Regions from separate parts of the Mus musculus genome. Here all the other regions are linked to region 2. Evidence: chromatin contacts called from public Hi-C and HiChIP or PLAC-seq data. All regions are on one chromosome and are shown on one strand. Each heading gives the region's core, a stretch centred on a gene start, on an enhancer-like site or on the middle of the called end of the contact. The rest is flanking DNA. Distances are from core to core; before and after follow the strand shown. Region 1 overlaps Pde4d (phosphodiesterase 4D, cAMP specific). Region 2 overlaps Gm32881 (a long non-coding RNA gene). Region 3 overlaps Pde4d (phosphodiesterase 4D, cAMP specific).

What was found. A called contact is a pair of places that touch in the nucleus more often than the background predicts. HiChIP or PLAC-seq counts read pairs in DNA pulled down with a chosen protein or histone mark.
Region 1: a contact with region 2 is called in a Hi-C map of embryonic stem cells, with 4 times the contacts expected there. The contact joins two enhancer-like sites. A contact is called at or near these places in 1 of 39 promoter capture datasets (embryonic stem cells), 1 of 15 datasets of contacts at CTCF or cohesin (the NIH/3T3 cell line), 44 of 484 Hi-C or Micro-C datasets (CD4 T cells, the G1E-ER4 cell line, LSK cells and 18 more), 10 of 115 datasets of contacts at active chromatin or transcription factors (astrocytes, embryonic stem cells and stem cell-derived neural progenitor cells) and 1 of 9 other capture datasets (embryonic stem cells).
Region 3: an H3K27ac HiChIP or PLAC-seq map of embryonic stem cells shows a contact between it and region 2, with 11 read pairs. The contact joins two enhancer-like sites. A contact is called at or near these places in 1 of 15 datasets of contacts at CTCF or cohesin (the NIH/3T3 cell line), 8 of 484 Hi-C or Micro-C datasets (Sertoli cells, differentiating embryonic stem cells, embryonic stem cells and 1 more), 6 of 115 datasets of contacts at active chromatin or transcription factors (all in embryonic stem cells) and 1 of 9 other capture datasets (embryonic stem cells).

What each region holds. Positions count from the first base shown.
Region 1 is chr13:109,608,461-109,611,910 of GRCm38.p6, forward strand. All of the region lies in intron 3 of Pde4d (phosphodiesterase 4D, cAMP specific), which reads left to right. Among named protein-coding and RNA genes, the nearest start is that of Gm32703, 170 kb to the left of the region's middle. Within about 2 kb of position 1,536, at least 9 of the 459 cell types and tissues checked have an H3K27ac peak or open chromatin away from gene starts, as enhancers often do. A contact at or near this core is called in the N1E-115 cell line, differentiating embryonic stem cells and embryonic stem cells, where this site is marked.
Region 2 is chr13:110,017,141-110,020,921 of GRCm38.p6, forward strand. It overlaps Gm32881 (a long non-coding RNA gene), which reads left to right. Exons shown (of 5, transcript XR_382897.2): 3 at 1,888-2,104. Among named protein-coding and RNA genes, the nearest start is that of Gm32881, 13 kb to the left of the region's middle. Within about 2 kb of position 1,416, at least 109 of the 459 cell types and tissues checked have an H3K27ac peak or open chromatin away from gene starts, as enhancers often do. A contact at or near this core is called in the N1E-115 cell line, differentiating embryonic stem cells, embryonic stem cells and 1 more, where this site is marked.
Region 3 is chr13:109,631,062-109,634,800 of GRCm38.p6, forward strand. The region is part of intron 3 of Pde4d (phosphodiesterase 4D, cAMP specific); the gene reads left to right. Among named protein-coding and RNA genes, the nearest start is that of Gm32703, 190 kb to the left of the region's middle. Within about 2 kb of position 1,565, at least 128 of the 459 cell types and tissues checked have an H3K27ac peak or open chromatin away from gene starts, as enhancers often do. A contact at or near this core is called in differentiating embryonic stem cells, embryonic stem cells and uterus, where this site is marked.

The DNA.
Region 1 (3,450 bases), core at 286-2,785, 410 kb before region 2:
GGTGTATGCTGTCTATTTGGTGGTCCAGTGTTTAAAAGATCCCCTGAGTCTTTTTTTTGTTTTTTTCGAGACAGGGTTTCTCTGTATAGCTCTGGCTGTCCTGGAACTCACTTTGTAGACCAGGCTAGCTTCGAACTCAGAAATCTGCCTGCCTCTGCCTCCAGAGTGCTGGGATTAAAGGTGTGCGCTACCACGCCCGGCTCCCCGAGCCTTTTATTAAGCTGAACAAACATTTTAAATCTGGAGGAAGAAAAATATAGTATGCAAAATATCCTAAACACCACTAAGCATGGGCCTTCTTCTTTGTTGTTAGACTTTCTGATGGTGTTGGTGAGTCAGAATGAACGTTTTCATATTCAAAACGGCAAATACAGGCACATTTCTTAAACAAACCTCAGGATTGTGAGAAATTACCTTCCAGGGTAGAGGATTCCAAGAGTGGAAACATTTTTACATTAAATGATCGTGATTCAAATATTATGATGAATTTTAATTTAGCAGGCAATTAACTCTAATGGAGGAAGCTATCACCTGACAGTGGGTTAACTTGCATTATTCCCTGGTACAGCCACGCTGTTCTTCTTGTGACTAGAAATTCATCCTGCCTCCCCCAGCTAAGGTCAAGGATCCTGTAGGACTTACAGAGGTTCTGGGGCTGGTAGGAAATTGTTTCAGATGCGTGTGCAGCAAGGCTCAGAGCATGGCTTAAAAGTGGAAGATGGCTCTGCTCCTCTCAAATTCTTTCATCTTCCAGAATAGTCACACTCCAGTGAGCGTACCCAAAACTCTTAAAAGTCCAATTAGAAAAATGGTCTTAATTGCCAAGCCAGTGATGTAACAATTATTTGACTCTTGGAGTCGGGGGCTGGGGGGATTGTTATTGTTTAACTGGACTCAAAAGATAAATATTCCGTGCAGATTCCGTAGAAATTTCCTTGGCTGTTTCCTGATCATTAACATGGTTTTTAACTCAGGTTCACAGGGAAGAGCTATTGCATCAATAATCTGCTCTTTTGTTTCATTGTAATGAACTGGTCACACATGCTCACATTATCTCTAATTAAAATTGCGAATTTAAAACAAAGAGTGTGGGAGTGGAAAATAAGACTCTATGGTACCTCTATCTGACCCAAGGCACCACCCGTCCCTATACCCTCTACCATGGAAATACCTCTACCATGTCTGTTTCCCATGGACATGGTATCCTAGAGGCATAAGACTAAGGGAGAAAGTGCACTCTGCGAACTGAGAGAGGATTGAAGGACAAATATGGGGAGACCTATTTTTTTTAAGATCCTGGGAAGCAGAGGGTGACAGCGAAATTGGTGTTAGGCACATTCATAGGGAGGTGCTTCCTGGATCAAAGGTGGAGGATGTGTACGAATGGCTCCCTGAAATCCTAAACCAACCCTTTGGAGGCTTCAAAACGGAAAAGGTTTTAGATAAGGTGTTAGCTGTCCAGTTGTGGGCTGCAGGGGGGTTCTTCTCCCTGACAAGGCTTGGTATGGATCTTGTGCAAGAGCACACTGCCCTCTGCTGGAGAATTCCACAAAGTGGGAGACCCAGACAACTGCATTTCAGCATCCAGTAAGGGCTGCACGGAGAATGTTGAAATCTAAAGCAGAAGGGACCATGCACATTCTACCTCATGAAGGCAGTGCACCCCTCTAGGAAAGGAAGCCTCTTTCAGTGAATAGGCCCTTAGACCTTTGTACAGTGACATCCCCTTGGATGTCTAATGAATGCTGGGTTCCCACCCAACTGCCCAGTATTGAAATCCAACAAAGAAAAAAAAAAATTGAGAAAAGGAAGTGGTACCTAAGTAGTATGTATAAGACAGAATAACAAAGGTCATGGTCAATCAAAAGACTTGTAGAAGCCGAGAGTTGCTGTTGCCAAATTGAATTAAGTGTCTCTGTCGAAAGATTTTTAAAATACTATGAGAATCAAAACAGATGAAAAGCCAAAAATCTAGAAAAGAAACTCTCAGAGAGAAGATGGGAACAACAGAAGGCACTGGGACTGGTAGTGATCCGGGAAGGGGAAGATGCTAAACAATGATGAGGTAGTTATGCTCGGGAAGCCGGGTGTGGCTGTGCAAGCCTTTAATTCCTGCACTTGGGAGACAGAGACAGACAGATCACAGAGTTCAAGGCCAGCCTGGTCCACAGAGTGAGTTTCAGGACAGCCAGGATTATACAGAGAAACCCTGTCCCCAAAACAAGCAAGCAAGCATACAAACAAACAAACAAAAACCCTAATATACGAATAAAACAAGAAAATTTCCTATAACTAGAAGAAATGGGATAGTTTAGATCCTGGATATGAGGAATTAAAAATAAAAAGGACCTTGCTAAGAAATATGCTCAGGATATTTCATAGCGCTTGACATATGCAGATATTCAAAGCCTTCAAAACAATAAAATAAGAAAAAGGGAAGAGGAGACAAAATATCTAAAGCCATCAGAATTAAACTGATGTCAGAATGACTCAGCAGCTACCAAAGGTGAAAAGAAGAGACACCAGCTTGAACTCTGGTGCATTCATGGTACAGATGTCATTGGAGTGGACAACCGCTTTCTGATTGCATTTAGAGCCTACTCCACAGGATGAAACCCAGGCCTGGCACCATTATCCAGCTGAGAGCCTGTGGCTAGATCCTAGAAGAGAACTTGGTACTATTGATCAGCTAAGTGGGTATGGAATTAATCCAACTCTTCCTGATTTATCTTTATTCTCATAGATTAAAGCACCTCTAGTTTTCACCAGAGAGGCAATGTTTGCAGTGGATGCTTGGCATGAAGAGATCCACAACTGGGCAGAGTACAGAGAATGGGAGACTTCAGAGTGTTCAGGCCCAGGGGAGTATAGTACCATACCTCAACTCCCCAAAGGCTTAGGGACCATTGCAGAGGAGTAGATTGTGAGGAATGTGGCTACCAGAGGGAGTGAAAAACTACAGGGAAGCAGAGTCTCCTGGAAACAGGAAGGTGACTGCACATGTGAGCTTGTGGCTGTCCTGGCAGCATGCATAGGGCCCATTTAAGCCCAAGCCAGACCAAATCCCAGCATGACAGGGGGAGCTGGGCAGGAGGTTTTAGCTCCAATGAGGAACTATGAGCAGTTGTTAGTTGCTAGAGAAGAAAGGGTCAGTTTCTCTCCGAGTGTGGCTACTGGTAGGTCAGCCCCTCCCCGGTGGAGGACCACACACCCAGAAAGGTTTGGGCAGCACTGACTGACCTTGACAGAAAAGGAAAGGAAACAAGAGGGAACATGAGGATGGGTGGGGATGGAGAGAGATTGTCTAGGAGGAGTTGGGGGAGGGAAGGAGAAAGAATGAACCAAGCAGCAGTGTCAGATGCTAAACTATAATGCAGCCAGGATTTCAGCATGTAAATGCAAGAGGAAATCGATGCTAGTTATGCAAGGAATAAAGAAAGCTAAAAAGTT
Region 2 (3,781 bases), core at 166-2,665:
AGAAACAGACATTTAGTGTGTTTCAGTCACTGCTACTTTGATGTTCTGTGGCCCGACACACACGTATAACCAACCAGTCACCAAGGGAACCCCAGCTCTAACCTCATCGGCTTTCTCTGCTGATGTTGACGCTAATGATTCTAATGATGTAGCTGCTGTTGTTTGTTTTGGGACCAGCCACAGAACATCTGGAGGTACCAGGCTGGCAAAATGGCTCAGTGGTTAAGAGAAGAATGCTCTACCAATCTGTCCCCATAAAATTGGAGACATTTTCCCCAACTAGTAATAGAATCACCCAAGCCCTACCTGTTGTGTTCTCAATGGTGAATGCAATGGTGAATGGCTCTCCAAAGCCATGGCGATTTCCTTTGCAACACAGCACTGTGCCCTCATACAGTTTGTTATTTCACCCTTCCTGCTCCCAGTTCGTGATAAAACTCAGAGCCTAGGATGTCGTGTGGAGCTCACAGCACCTGCCCGTCAAACTTTTTCCTCACAGAGACACTTTTTAATGTTGCAGATACTGTACACTGGTTTCCACAGTGTCCCTTCCAGCCTCTTGTTTCTTCTCCACTGCAGAGGCAGGGAATTAGAGAGGTAGGTGCCTTGGAGCCTGGTTCAGGATGCAGGCACACACTACTGTGGAGGAAGTGACCTGTATGAATCAGAGATTACTTCCAGGGAGCTGGGCTTTCTTTGCTCTCTGGGTGGCTGAAGCCTGTTTACCTTTTATATTGATGACAGGCTTTGTTCCTGGTCCCCAGGGGATTACTGATACAGAACAGCTTGCAATCGAACCAATAATTTAAACCTTAGCAGCCTTTTGGTTTTCTTGGCACCTACATCCACCCTTGTCTTACTGGGCTTATAAACTCTTCTACAAGCTGCTTCACATACTCCTTTCTTGTTTAAAGCAGTGTGAGTTGGTTATTTTGCCTACAGCTAAGTATTTGATCCAATACATGCTTGTGAGTTTGTGTCTCAAAAAACAACACACACACACACACACACAACCAATCAATTAAAAACCTTCTTGTAATTAAGAAAAGGGCACTCCTTCTGGTAAAAGGAAATCTGAGATACTCTAAATCAGTGATTTCTCTGGAAGGTTTATAATATTGATTCTAGTGAGGGAGAAACTATTAGGAAACGGGTTAAGAGATTTATCTAGACATGTTTATGTAATATTAACATTTAAGATAGAGATGTTGCAAGTGAATAAATGTGTCTGTATATGACCAAATGCTCTATTGCTGTGTATAAGAAGTAAAAATAATATGGAGATCGCTGGTTTGAGTGAACCCTTGGTGCTTTTCTGTGACTTTTTTTTAAACCATTCGGTTCTGCCACGTTCAGAGCATTCTGTAGAGTGCCATCTGCTGGCGACTCCGTTCACCTTCAGTGCTGATCGCGGTGTTCCCTGGCAGCTGTGTGTGCAAAGCGGTGAAGGGTAGAAAAAGGAACCTGCTTGTGGGAGTGGATGAAGGAGGGAACTCCACTGGTCCAGAGGAAGCAAAAGGCTTGGAAAGAACCAGAGGGAACCGTGAGCCCTGTGGGCACAGAGGGAGAAGTAATAAACCATACTCTAGGGCACAGTGTCATGTGGCAAAAGAAATCGCGTGGCTCGGGATAGAAAGCAGGGAGCGCATTCACCATTGCGAATAGAAAAGTCAGGGCGCAGGTAGCCAGAGGGGCGGTTCCTCTCGCTCATCTGCATTCCTTTTGTCTGGAGTTAGGGTGGGGTCGTATCAGAAAATAAAGGTTCCTTATGGCTAACCTCCTCCTCCTCCCGGTTAAGCAATAATCTTTAACAACAACAACAAACAACAACAACCAAAACTTGCTTCCTAACCACATAAAACAGCCCGAGACTCTTCCTCTCCGCAGACAGTGATGTGATTTTCCTGTCTTGATCTTGCTCATCCTTGAGACAACAGCTCCCCTGGGGGGACTCTGGCTGCCAAGAAGGTTAGAAGAGAGCAGCATTTCTCTTGGTCAGCTCAAGGTCACTCACTAACGTCAGAGGTGGCAGCTCCCTGGGATCTGAGACCTGAACAATGACAATTTTGCGTCCCAGTAGCTGTCTGTGTCCTTAATCTGACGGGTGAGTGAAACTATCAAGTGGGCATTTTTCTCCCTGGGATGAGGTGTCTGAACTTTGATCGGGATGCACGGGGGCACTGGGAGTTGAAGACGTCACCAGAGTCTACCCCCTTGCGGAGAAGCACAGTGGGGACGAGATTAATCTCAAAGAGCCGGGGAGAGGAAACAAAAGAAGTGACTCTGAGAAAGAGGAGGGAGGTTAGAGGAGTCAACCCCACCCACCAAGGCCAGGCAGCTGGAGGCCTCCTAGAGAAGGGTGCCTCGTTAGAATAACAAGTAGGAGTGGACAGAGGAGGGGGCTGGAAGGAGGGCGCCACGGAGTCACCTTCAGAGCAAAGGAGTAAAGATGCTAATATCTTCGGGGTTCTGTGACAGCACTGTGGGAGTGTGCAGGAGAGCGAACCCGCAGTGCTGACAGCGAGGGGTGGGGCGCTGAAAGCCAGAGGAGAAGGTCCTGAGCAGATGTTCCCGCCCACATTTCAAACCACAGTAACAATGAAAGGCCCTTGGGGTTGGGGGTGGGGTGGGGTGCTGGGGCTGGGGCCCTGAGGATTTGTAGATATCCTCGGGTTTGCCACCTGAAGACAGGTCAAGTGACCTTTACCTGCCAAGAGTGGGTGGGAAGCAGGACAAAGCTGAGAACTTATTGTTTGTATGGTTTAGCCTCAGCAGGCTCCCTGGATATTGGAGCCAGAGCTGTGTAGGACAGAGGGGTGTTTGCCTTCAGGGCGCCTTGTGGCCCCTCCTGGGATTTGCAGTCTTTGGTGAGGCTTGTAACTTCTCTGGCCTCATTTCGGTCTGGGGCATGGCAGTACTCAGTTCTCACACGGCCTTTACTGAGTGGCAGCCACTTGACTCACTGCTACAAGCACTGTAAGGGTGCCACATCGCTCGGACGACGACGGTGCTGTCACCATTTCTCAGGTAGAAAGGATGAGCACAGCAGTGTCAGGGACACACAGAATGTAGGGATTGGAGGAACTAGTCGGAAGCTCTCCTGGCTTCTGCCAGAGCGCGAGCTCCCACCCGCTGGCCTGCCCCAAGGCGTGCACAGATCACTCTTTTGCTTGGGAAAGCAAAGTGTTCGACTCCTGTTCTCTGTCATTGCTTCCGTTCCTAGGATTTGAAGAGCCCACCAGACAATGTCTTAGGACAATGGTGTGAACCAGGGCTAACCTCATTTCCGAGAATGCCCAGGTTGTATGCTCTTGAGTTCAGGAGAGGAATCAGAATTTCCCCATAATTATCCCTAGTCCTTCAGCCACGGGGAGAATCATTCACCTGACAGCACCCCACCCCGAAGCAACGGCAGGTACTTGAATATCGAGGCCAGAGTTTGTAGTGAAAACAATATAGGAAAATGAATTGGTGGGAGGGCCTGGCTGGGGAAAAAAAAAAAAACTATTGCCATAGTAAAATTAATTCTCAAGTTTACCCAATTCTATAAAAGTGCAGTTGAAAGAACCTAGTGGGGAAACCCCCACTCAATTCCCGATTCGACGTGCACCCAAGAATCACGAACAGACGGCCAACTTGATGTAAGAACACGAGGTAGTTTAATGGCGGAGCTCAGGGTCGAAATGTATCTCCCGCAGGAGACAGTGGATTCGACCCCGAGGCTTGGAAGCTAGGGGTTTTTATAGAAAAGGGGTGGGGCTGGGGGAGGAATTGGCGCGGT
Region 3 (3,739 bases), core at 315-2,814, 390 kb before region 2:
GGACCTGCCTTCCGCGTATGTAATATAGAGCCTTACCCAAAAGCACAAAGGCCATTTGTGAAACAATCATATACAACAAGCTGACCCCCAGAAGTCTTCTTTTAGATTGGAACTTTGAACATCAGCGTTATTAATCTGCCAGACAGCCACCACTCACCTACTGAGTATGTGAGTCAGATAACGAAAGAACACAACTGGCAAAAACCTTCTGTATTGCACATCTCCAAAGCATGTAGCTTTTTCAGAAACCCCTCCCCTCACTGTGCCCGATGCTCAGCTTGTTTAACATTTTAATGCCCCCCCAAATCACGAGAGCATGGGGGGGGAGGGGCTGGAGAGATGGCTCAGCAGTTAAGAGCACTGAACACTGACTGCTCTTCCAGAGGTTCTGAGTTCAAATCCCAGCAAACACGTGGTGGCTTACAACCATCTAGAATGAGATCTGATGCCCTTTCTGGTGTGTCTGAAGAGAGTGACATTGTACTCACATACATAAAATAAATAAATCTTAAGCCTAGTGAGGCTGGGATCGGAGCCAGGAAAAAAAAAAAAAAAAGAATGTTAAGGGTCTTTAACCCTGGTAGGCATGGAGATGGTCCCTTAGGGCGATTAGTCAATTTTGTCCAGTTCAGAGGGGGTTAACATCTTTTTTAGGGTTTCTCCAAGCTTCTCTAATCTTATCCTGGATGTGTAGAGCCCTGCCTTGGTTTACAATGGAGGTCACAAGCAGGCCAGTGCTTGGGCAGGGAGTGATGGAATTAGGCTGTGTTGTCAGCATTAAATACCACTGACTCCTGAGAAGTGATGACGACACCAGGGTGCCTTGAGTCCTTGAGGACACCTTGAAATATATGTCTCCCTGCCGCGCGCGCTGAACTCTGAGACCACACAACTGAGCTCTGTGGATCTCTCAGCCTTTATGTGACTTGAAAGAAGGACGTTTTAAGGGATCTGTTCAAGAGCGAAGAACGGGACAAGACATTGATCTCTGCTGTCAAAGTCACTCCTTATAACTCACTCTGCAAGGTGACACAGTGACATCCCTTTGAGGGAAAGGTTGCCAGGAGTTCTGAAAGTGATCTGCCTGTTTTCATCTCACACTGACTGGCAGGGAGGAGAGGGGTTTTTTTTGTTTGTTTTGTTTTGTTTTTAACAATTACTAAGTTTTTTTTTTACAAGGTTTTCTAATAACGACATTCATACATGTATCTAAGAGAATTTAGAATAAGAAAAAATTATTTGGATAGCCAGAGTTGAAATTTAATACTCCTGTCAAGTTTCCCAGTCCTGGGTCCATGTGTAATTTTCCCTTTCACTACAGGTCACTACTGTTTAACATTCACACTAAGAGTAAGTTGACCCATTGAACCACACCTCCCAGTCTGTGCATCTGCATGTCTGTGGGGGGTGGGGTGGGGGCTATGCTTTTCAGGAGTGGCATGTGGCCCTGCTGTTTAAGCTGGGCTATATTTAAAAGCAGTTTCAAGGGAGTTGTTTCTCACACTAACAAGAGACTGTCTAGGTGAAGCAAGCGCTGTCGCAAAGGGCAAGTGTCACGCAGCAGGAAGTGCTGGCCACCCTTTCCAGCCCTGCCTCAGCCAGCCTGCCACCTCTCTGTCAGCACATACCACCACACTGAAGAAATGCCCTCATTCAGCCACAAGTGCCTCTTGCAGCCTGAAGGGCCTTCCCGCCCCAGGGTCCAGTATCTGCTCTGACATTCTGCTGTTCCTGTGGATCTCTTAGCACTCTCTTTACAAATGGCTTTTGTCTGGGATCCCCTGGGAGTCGCAGTGCCAGGACCATCTCCAAGAACTAGAACAAGATTGCGTTTCTCAAAGTCCTACAGGTATGGCAATTTCCTTTTGGTAGCAAGGGAGGCCTTTTTATCTGCTGTAGGTCCCTTACAAGTAAAACTTTGAGGGAATCTCCTTCATTCACATGGTTGGGTTAATGTCCGGCTCAGCTCCTGGGCTATTGTAAGCATTTGAAATAGTCCTGGGTTTGTGGGGACCTCCTGAGGTCGCAGGAAGTTGCCCAACTCTCAGAGCCCATTCTGAGAGTTGAAAGGTAAACTTGACAAAGCTTGTCAGTTAGTTACAGTTCTGGGATTGGGGGGTGGGGTGTGTGGGGGGTGGATGTATTCATTTGCCTAATCAATTCCTGTCTTGGAAAACAAGCTTGCTAAACTGTAAGCTAAGTCTTTTAACTACTCAGAACAGCTGCTGATTTAATTCGCCCAGCAAACAATAGCAAACTACAGGGCTGTTATTCACAGGGCAAAACCCACATTGCAAAGCTGAAGCTAACTCCGTGACCCACTGGGTGACTCACTTTAAAGTTTGTCTCAAAGAATGAGATACCGTAATTTCGAAGTTAAGGTGTAAGGCGTATTGCATTTCTAGTGAGTTCTCTGGAAGTCACATAACAACTCTCAACCACATGCCTACTACATATTGTCAACTTTGTTTCACAGCAAAGGCTAGTTAATGTTAACCAAATACCTGGCTGTACTGCTGCTGGGAGCTGATGCAGCCACAGTAAATAAAAGGGAAATGGTTTGCATAATCTTAAGAATGGGTCTTTGTTATTTAGGTCAGCTACCAACAAAGTTAGAAACTTATACAGAAATACACACTATTTTGTTTTTGTTTTTAGTTAAATTACGTTCTATGTTGTCTACAGAGAAAACATTTTAAATTTGGATTAAAACATTAATGATTTTATTTGTTGAAAACCAGAGAGAAAACTTTCACCCTAGATTTTTTTTTTAATGAAAACAGCTAGCGTCCGTCATGATGGTATTAATTTATTAAGACATTTGGTGAACGTTGGCAAGCCAGCGCCTGTGGCAAGTGTGCATGAAGGAATATGATTGGCTTGCTTGTTATTGACATGCCACGCCTGATTATGTGTGTTGCATGCCCGGAACGTACTATCACCAAGCCTCCAACATTATTGTGTCCAAGATGTGTGGCTTCTAGGTTTTTCTTACCATGTAGATCTGAAAGCAAGTTCTTTAACACTGTGGGCATCTGCCTGCGGAGTAGAGGGAATAGAAGAAAGCTGCGGCTGGATGAACTGAAGAATCTGGCCTACCCTTTAAAGATGCAGAGTTGAAGTGGTACTTGATTTACAAATGAGTTATAAAATCTCCCCGCCACCACCACCTTTTTTTAAAATCAAAGGCACAGACATTTCCTTGTTTCAAGCTCTGGTCTTTTCCAAATACGTGACCTGGTCTAAGTGAAGAGGGGTTCTCCATTACCTATGTGTCCCACACTTTATTTCTGACATGCTTTATTTAGAGTAAATCGGAGGCTGAAGATAGCACCTCCAGTAGCTGTCAAGGGACAGGTCCCTCCAGGAAACCTTTGTCACTCATTCATTTCCTCTCCATCTGTCAATCCCTTGCATGGTGACGAATTGAATTCTTATATACATTGTGTTTGTTGTGATGGGATCTGCATCATCTTTCCTTTGGAGTCTGTGACTTCCTTAGGTAGGACACAGCCATTCATTCCCTCTCCCCTGGTGTCACTGAGTACTGTGTGCAGCCCTAGCTCTTATGTTCATGCCTTTCACAAATCAAATTGAATGAGATGATAATACAGTTGCCCACCCCCAGAGTCATCTCAGCTCTCTAAAAGATTAGGCATGTAGCCCAGTGATATGGGATAATAAATAAATATATATATATAAAGCTATCATATAGCTTTACATTTGAAGTAGAGTATAC